Regions from separate parts of the Macaca mulatta genome. Here region 1 is linked to region 2. A link is a contact called in public Hi-C data. All regions are on one chromosome and are shown on one strand. The core of a region is the stretch at or near the end of the contact, and the rest is flanking DNA. Distances in the headings are between cores, read along the strand shown. Region 1 holds the start of MMP17 (matrix metallopeptidase 17). Region 2 has its middle 38 kb from the start of ADGRD1.

Evidence for each region. Hi-C and Micro-C count contacts between places; a contact is called where the count stands out from the background.
Region 1: a Hi-C map of fetal cortical plate shows a contact between it and region 2, with 5 times the contacts expected there. The contact joins the promoter of MMP17 here to the enhancer-like site in region 2. A contact is called at or near these places in 5 of 14 Hi-C or Micro-C datasets (blood, fetal cortex germinal zone, fetal cortical plate and 2 more).

Annotation. Positions count from the first base shown.
Region 1 is chr11:139,191,501-139,195,861 of T2T-MMU8v2.0, reverse strand. MMP17 (matrix metallopeptidase 17) reads right to left here and starts at 1,619. Exons shown (of 10, transcript XM_015109717.3): 1 at 1,352-1,619. The coding sequence starts at 1,516.
Region 2 is chr11:138,299,172-138,303,606 of T2T-MMU8v2.0, reverse strand. No RefSeq gene overlaps it. Among named protein-coding and RNA genes, the nearest start is that of ADGRD1, 38 kb to the left of the region's middle. Within about 2 kb of position 1,911, at least 6 of the 40 cell types and tissues checked have an H3K27ac peak or open chromatin away from gene starts, as enhancers often do. A contact at or near this core is called in fetal cortex germinal zone and fetal cortical plate, where this site is marked.

The DNA.
Region 1 (4,361 bases), core at 370-2,869, 890 kb before region 2:
GGGGATCCGGGAGACCCCCAGATACAAAGGGGTCTTGAGGAGGTGGGGAGGCACCCCAAGTTCACAGGCTGCCTGGCTGGAAGTCACTGTGGGGACCTGCAGGCATCTGGAGGCGGGCAGCAGGGACAGTGACCAGCACCCTCCCAAATGGCTTCGGGGCCTGGGGCAAACGGTGGCCAAACCGGCTTCCCATCCAGACCCCCGGCCAAGTCCTGCCAACCACAGGGGCTGCGGGTGCCACCCAAGCGGCCCCTCCAAATGCCTCGACTGCCCGAAATCCACCTGCGCTGACTTGCTTGGACCCCAAGGTTTTGGAGCTCCTGAATGTCCACTGCGCTGGGCAAGGGGCCCTGTCAGGACCCCACTGGGAGACTGTCCGCGGACGAGGGCCGGGCCAAACACTTGTGCGGGGCAGGGAGGCCTCGGCTCCTGGCCCGACTCCCTGGGTAGGAATGCAGTGAAGGCAGCGGTGGGTAGGAGCCTCAGAAGGAACCGCTGAACCCAGCCCGAGTCCACCCGGCCGCCCCAGCCGGGGGGCACTGACCCCACGACTTCTGCTCTAAATCTTCCGGGTCCACAAGAGACGCAAGTCCCGGCTGCGGAACAGGGGAGGGGGCTGTGGGAAGAGGCCACGTCGCTGCCCCCAGGCAGGGTTCCCAAGCTGAGCTGACAGCGGCTCGGTGTGGGGTGAGGAAGGCTCTCCCCGCGCCCCCGGCTCAGTACTGTACCAGGGCCAGGCAGGGCCAGTCTGGCCGACCTGGGGTGGAGGGGAAGGAGGCTGGAGGCCAGGTCCTTGCCCAGTGGTGAGCTGGGGGCCGGCTTCCCTGTGCCCCCAACACCCTCAACCGAGCAAACTCTGGGGCTCAAGGCTTTTGGGGTGCCCCCACTCCGTAGCCCCTGCCCTTCCTCGCTCTGTAGGTGCGTGCTCCTGCCCCCACCACTTCCACCCAGAACGCACGCAGCGCGCAGGGCTCGGAGCGGCCGCGATGCCTGCTCTCGCCCACCCCGGCTGCTCTGGGGCTGCTGCAAGCCAGGGACCCGGGCTCCGGGTAGGCGACCCCCTCACAACTCCACGGGCTCCTGAGGCTGCGGCGCGCTCCGAGCGCACGGAGCCGGGACGGCAGCCGGCGCCTCCCTAGGACTCGCGTGCCCTCGCCCGGCCGCTCAGCCCACGCCCCAGCCTCAGTCTCCCCACCCAGGAAATGGGTCCAGGGCGCCCGGGCTCCCGCGCGACGCCGACGCGCACTGCTGGGGTCTTCCCGGTCCCTGCCACCCGGCCCGCGGGGACCCCCGACTCCGGCCCAGGAGCTCCGCGCCCGTCCCGGCCCCGCGCCCTCGGCCGCGCGCTCACCACTCCCAGGCTGAGGTCCTCGGCGCGCGGCGCGGGCGCGGGCGCAGCGCAGCCCCCGCGGGTCCCCAGCGCCAGCAGCAGCAGCAGCAGCAGCAGCGGCCGGAGCCCGGGCCCTGGGGGCGGCTGGGGCGGCGGGCCGGGTCCCCGGGCTGCGCGGCGCCGCATGGCGCTCACATGGGCCCGCGGGCGGCGTGCAGGGTCCCGCGCCCTCCGCTCGGCGCTCCGCAGCCCTGCGCCCTCCGCTCTCCGCGGCGCCCCCGCCGGACTGAGCCCCGCGCGGCAGCCTCAAGCGGCGGGGCGGGGCCATGCAAATATATGCTAACGAGGCCAGCCGCCTTAAAGGGCCCGCGCCGCCCTGGACGCTGCGACCCCCGTCCCGCCCCGCCGTGTCCGCGAGAGGACCGGGTCCGCGGCATCACAGGGAAGGCGTTTCCCCGAGTGTCTCGGGACGGTCCTGGGGCGGCGGGGATGCGCGGGGTGGCCGCGGGGGCAGGGGTCCGGGGCGTCTGCGGGGAGCTGACCCTGACTTCCCTCTCCGGCCGCGCTCCCGGCCCCACCCCCCACGGCACCCGAGGCCTGGGTTCGGAACCGGGTTCAGGCCCCGGAGCCGTCGCCGCAGCGCAGCTGGTGGGCGCTTGGTGGAGCCCGCGGACCGCGGGAGAGGGAGGGTGGGGGCTGTGGGAGCGCGGGGGACTGGAGGGCGAGGGCGGTTGTTGCGGGGCTGGGGTCCTCGGGAGGCTCTGCAGTCCCTGCGGGCCTGGGAGGGACAATGTTAACTTGTAACGTTTGGTGGAGCTCAGCGTGTGCCTGGGCATGCCCAGGGGTTACATGAATAATTTCATTTACTTACAACCTTTATGAGATGAAAACTATGATTTCCATTTTGCAGACAAAGAAACTGAGGCCCAGAGAAATGAAGTAACTTATGGGAGGTCCTGGAGCGGGCAAGTGGCAGAGCCAGGGTCAGAGCTCAAGCAGGTGCTGGTGTGGATTGAACTCGTGTAAGCTGCGTACAGGCTGCCCCCCGAGTGGGAGATCTTGGGAGAGGGCGGGGGGTGAGGTTCAAGTGTAACCCTAGCCTTTATTCAGCTTCTCCTCGTGCTGGACAGCATGGCTTCCCCTCCTTCCCAAGCCCTTCTGCTCTGCCACCCCAAATCACAGCTGTTACTGTCAGGACTGAGGTCACATTCTACGGACAGGGAAACTGAGGCTTGGCTCCTTTTACCACAACTGGTCTTAAGGGAGTGGTGCCCCCCCACTCCTGTGCGGGCCGACCCCCACCCCACACCTTCCCTGGGTGCTCTGGTCAATCCTGTCCCTGCTGCCCTCAGAGCCTCCCTGGCCCTGTCTGAACAGGAGGATTCCACACCTGCTTCAGACGACCTTGGTTCGGACTGATGGAGATCACCTGTAGGAGGAGCCCTGGCATGTAGGGACTTTCACAGCGCATCCCAGATTTTTTTTTTCTTTTTTCTTTCTTTTCTTTCCTTTCTCTCTTTCTTTCCTTTCTCTCTTTCTTTCTCTTTCTCTTTCTTTTTTCTTTTCTTTTCTTTCTTTTTTCTCTGTTGCTCAGGCTGGAGTGCAGTGGCAGGATCTTGGCTCACTGCAACCTCTGCCTCCTAAATTCAAATGATTCTCCTGCCTCAGCCTCCTGAATAGATGGGATTCCAAGTGTGCACAACCGTGCCCAGCTAATTTTTGTATTTTTAGTAGAGACGGGGTTTTACCATGTTGGCTAGGCTGGTCTTGAACTCCTGACCTCAGGTGATCCGCCCACCTCGGCCTCCCAAAGTGTTGGAATTACAGGAGTGAGCCACCACGCCTGGCCTCATCCGGGATTTTGACCAAGTGCATCAGGACACCCTTGTTTCCAGAGCAGAGACCCAGCCAAAGCGGCTGTAGTCAAGGAAAGGAAGTGTGTGGGGCTCAGGAACGGTGGTGTCCCAGCGTGTGCTAAAGTCAGGCAGGGCCGGACCAAGTCACACGGCAACAGCATCAGAACGGGATTTCTCTCACTCCAGCTCTGTGTGGGGCACAGACGGCCCAGGGCAGCTCCCGTCATCCTTCCTGCGCAGCAGGCCCAGCCAGAGACAGACGCTTTCTCAACCAACGGTCCCAAGGCCACCTCTTTCTGGATTCTGGGTCAGGAACTGATTGTGGGGCCAGGGGCAGGGAAGTGAGCTGCAGCCCTGGGCTGGAAGGGATTCTCTACAGGAAGTCAGAGGAAGGGAGGGTGGATGGCAGGCAAAGCTGGGTCAAGGGCTCAGAAGAGGCGATGCGGCCACCACCCCCACTGCGTCACGGGGCTCGTACGCATCTGAGACTTGCAACAGGACGCTGTCAAGGGGCTGTGGCTCGGTGCTGGCAAGAGGCTTCACCACGGGGCTTGCTGGCAGTGAAGGGAGATGGCTTGTTTATGGGCGACAGTGGCTTGGGGTGTACAAATGTGAGAAGGGGCCTTACAGGCAGGCCACAGTTCTCCCCAGAAAGGCCTGGTGGCGGCTGGTGACCTGGAGATGCTTGGTTAGACATCGGGAATGTGGCCTTCTTCAAAGCAGCTGTGTGGCACCGTGGCTGCTGTGTTCCCTTCAAGCCTGCCACCTGATTCAGACGTCTGAAAGCAGCTGAGATCCAAGCCTCACAAGAAGTCGCTCTTCCCCCATCAGCTCTGCAACGGTGAAATATCATGACTGGGCACGGTGGCTCACACCTGTAATCCCAGCACTTTGGGAGGCCGAGGCTGGCGGATCGTTTGAGCTCAGGAGTTTGAGACCAGCCTGGCCAATATGGCAAAACCCATGTTTCTACTAAAAATACAAAAAAATAGCCGTGCATGGTAGTGTGTGCCTGTGGTCCCAGCTACTTGGGAGGCTGAGGTGGAAGGATCACTTAAGCACGGGAATTCCAGTGAGACAGAGCGAGACCCTGCCAAGAAAAAGAAAGAAAGAGAAAGAGAAAAAGAGAGAAAGAAAAAGGAGGGAGGGAGGGAGGAAGAGAGGAAGGAAGGAAG
Region 2 (4,435 bases), core at 662-3,161:
TTAGACTCCCAGCTTCAGCGTTCTGCTCTGCTGCCCCCTCGTGGAGATGGATGTCTACTGAGCTCGCGGAGCAGGTGGGTGTCACCTGTGCTAACAGGTGCTTAGTAAGCGGGTCCGTTCGTCCAATGGAAACACGCCACTCTTGTCGTGAAAAGGGGAGCTGTCAGTCCCCACTTTCTCCTAATATCCACTATCTTTACCGTCATCTAATGACGGAGGATGACCTGGTGTCCTAGCAGGATTACCAGGATCCCACCGACCCTAGCCTCACCTCCAGATACTCCACGCTCACCCAGCGTGTGCCCATCAGGTTCCAACCACACAGACCAGCCAGGTCCTCCAAAAGCCCACATCCCTCCTGCCTCAGAGGCTTTGTACACACGCCTCCTCTCCATGGAATATTATCTACCCCGCCCCACCTGTGGCTCTCTTAGTCAATGAAGCCCAATTCCTCCTTTAACCTCGGCACTTCCCTGACTTCTGAAGCTCACAGCCCCCGTTAGACGTGTTCACAGCTGCCCACTGCACTTCCTCACTGCACAGCATTTAAAAGTTATACAGCATTTAAAAGTTAGGAATTACCAATCTCTGTGCTTGTCTCCCAAACCAAAATAATAAGCCTCAACAGGAGAGAAACCAAGTTCAGTTTGACTCACCCTTTGTCTCCAGCCACTAGCGTAAGTCAGGCCTCCCACAGTGCTGCCCAATTTTCTTGAATGAAGGAATGAGCTGAATCCTGCAGGTGGTAGACAGGGTGGTAAACAGGCTTCTCCCCTCTGTGGAAGCGCTTTCCTCGAGGTACGTACCACAGAGCACCCTAACACCGAAGCGTGGTTCAAGAACCACTAACCTCAGTGTCGGCCGGGAGCTGGTTAGAAATACAGAGCACCAGGGCATCCCAAATTTCTCATGAAAGTTTGAGAGGTGCTGCACAGTGAAACTGAGGAAAGCAGGCACGGACGAACAAAAACTTGTGGCTTTTGTCTCAGAGTCCCTTTGCTAAAATCCTGCCGATTGCCTCTTTCCACGCATCAAGACCTAATATCCTCTGAATTCTTAGAAATCCCCAAAGTGACGGTATTTGACAGAGTTATGTAGCCTTACGAACCATCTGGATACCTCAAAGGACTTTTCCAGCTTAAAATGATTTATCTGATGCCCCCACAGTTGACAAAGCTACTGCAGCTGGTCTCACAACGTTAAGAGCTGCCACAAAGTCTCCTTGTTTTCTTGAGTTTTTATATTATACTTTCAATGATTGACCTTCCAGAGACACGATTTCACTGAGGCTTAGAACACTGAATTATTTCAAGACACAGCTCCACGCACACGTTAGTCTCCCTAAAAACCTGGATATTAGGTGTGTCTGAACTACCCTAGGAACTCAGTGACACAGCGTCTGCCTCGGCTTAAAATATGACTTCCCAATAATGTGGTTATTTCTACGATTGCTTTGCTGGCTGTGCATGCAGATATCTGCGGTTCTATGTGCCTCTTTGTAAAGGCAATCAGCCCAAGTAGTCAAGTGTAAACGCATTTCTAGTCATTTGTGCTGCTCAGGGCGTCTCAGAAGACACACCAGTCTTTCTTCCCCTAAGTTGTAATGCTTTGAAGCACTTAAGGATTTCATTAGCAGTGAACAAATCACTGTTCTTCAAGACCTAAAAAAAACGTGACCCAGAAAAGGACACGGTCCTTTGGTACCGCTGAGGCGGCCAAATCTCTCTTGTTCCAAACGACACATGCTTGATGTGGCTTTTCTTCCATAATAAGTTACAAATCCGTACTGCGATCATTAATCATGAGAGCCTCGTCCACGTCCCCTCTTTGAGAAGCTAAGCTGGAAGGATGATGACCGCGGACCGTTCGAACAAACGCTCCTGAGAGTGTGGCCACAGCGTGGAGCGTGAGCGCCCCCATGCGTCGCGTAGGGGAATTTATCCCCCGAGTGTTACCATCGCCAATTGCACAGCGATTCTGAGGGCCTGCAGCCCGCCAGGGTCCTGGGTGCCGGGGATGCGGGCGTGCATTAGGTAGACCAGCGCCCTATCCCCATAGCACATATTTCAGCTGCACAGCAAATATCTGTGCTCCACAAACAAGTCCCAGAGGACAGGGACCTCCTGCTTGGTTTACCAATAATCACTGAGCATCTAGAAAGGGCTTCGCACAGGTGATCAATAAATATGTATCGAATGAACGAATACAAATAAAAAGACAAGTATGCATTTTGGGCAAGGCATGTTGGCTCACACCTGTAATCCCGGCACCTTGGGAGGCCAAGGTCATCTTGAGTCCAGGCGTTTGAAACCAGCCTAGGCAACATAGTAAGACCCCACCTCTACAACATGCCTGTAGTCCCAGTTACTCAGGAGGCTGAGGCAGAAGGATGGCTTGAGCTCAGGAGGTCGAGACTGTAGTGAGCTATGATCACACCACGGCACTTCAGCCTGAGTGACAGAGGAAGACCCCATTTCAAAAATTTTTTTTAAAAAAAGGAAATCATGCATTTTAAAAATGTGGTTGCATGTTTTTCTTCTTGAGTTTGAAGAGTTCTGGTATATTCTGGATACAAGTCCTGTGTCAGATACGTGACTTCCAATTATTTTTGCCCATTCTGGGATATACATACATTTTCATTCTCTTAGTATCATTTGAAGAGAAGAAATTCTTAATTTTGATAAAGTACAATTTATAATCTGTTTCTATTTATAGATCATACTTGTGTCATATCTAGGAATTATTTACTTCACCCAAGATAACAAAGATTTTCTCCTATGTTGTCTTCCTGAATTTTAGCAGTTTTAGGTGTTACAGCTAATTATATTATCCTTTTTGAGTTAATTTTATAGATGATACAAAATATTAATTGAGGCTTGTTTTTTCTGCCTATGGATGTCCAATTTCTACAGCATAATTTGTTGGAAAGATTATCTTTTCTCCATTGAATTTCCTTTGCAGCTTTGCCAAAAATCAATTAACCATATGCCTCTGAGTTCATTTCTGGAATCTCTACTCTGTTCCATTGATCTTTTTGCCTGTCTTTATGCCAATACCACACTGTCTTAATTATGATAACTTTGTAGTAATTCTAAAGTCAGGTAGTGTAAGTCTACCAGCTGTACTGATCTTTCTCAAGTTGTTTTGGCTCTTCTAGGTCCTTTGTACTACCATTTAAACTTTATAATTGCCATGTCAATTTCTTCAAAATCTGCTGAGATTTTTATTGGAATGGCATTGAATTTGTAGATCAACTTGGGGAGAACTGACATCGTAATAATACTGAAACTTCAAACCAAGAGCGCAGTATATGGCTATTCGTTTAGATGTTCTTTCTCTTAGTACTGGGTTATAGTGCAATGTCCTTTACACCTTTTGTGTATACATCATTTTTATGCCTCTGTAAGTTATATTTCTATTTCAATTTCTGCTTGTTCATTATGATTACATAAAATGCAATACATGTTGTATATAGATTTTATATCCTTTTCTTTTTTTCTGGAGACAGAGGCTTCTTCTGCTCTGTCACCTAGGCTGGAGTGCGGTGGCACCATCTCAGCTCACTGCAACCTCTGCCTCCTGGGTTCCAATGATTCTCCTGCCTCAGCCTCCCCAGTAGCTAGGATTACAGGTGCATGCCACCATAATCGGCTTTTTTTTTTTTTGTATTTTAATAGAGATAGGGTTTCACTGTTTTACCCCGGCTGGCCTCAAACTCCTGAGCTCAGTCAATCTGCCCACCTCGGCCTCCTAAAGTGCTGGGATTACAGGTGTGATCCACCGTGCCTGGCCCACTTTTCAATTATAGCAGCTTTTTTGTAGATCCTATAGAATTTTCTACATATACAATATACCATCTGCAAATAAATAATGCCTTTACACTTTCCTTCCCAATACAGATCCCTTTTATTTCTTTTTCTTGCCTTATTGCATGGGCAACTGCACATTGCACTGTACCTCCAGTACAACATTGAGTAGACGTGATGAGAACCAGCACCCACCCTTGCCTTGCCCTGATCATAGGAGAAAGTCTTTTTAACTGCTTAAGTATAAATATATATTAACTGTAAATTTTCCATAGATGTCTTTCATAATGATGGGGAAGCCACCTTCTAGTTGTAGTTTGCAGACAGTTTTAATCAGAAATGGATGTTGAAGGCTGTCAAATGCTCACCAGGCTTCTATTGAGATGATCGTGTAATGTAGCACCTGATATGTTTAATTATATTGATTAATTTTTAAATGTCAAGTTAATCTTACATTTCTGGAGTAATGCCTACTTGTTCATGATGTATTATCCTTTATATATACATTTTTTTGGATTTGCTAAAATTTTAAGAATTTTACTGAAATATTGATGTTCAGTGCTATAACTTTCCCTCTAAGAATGTAATGCTAGAAATTTCCTTCTAAGGCCACTTTAACTCATCTCATA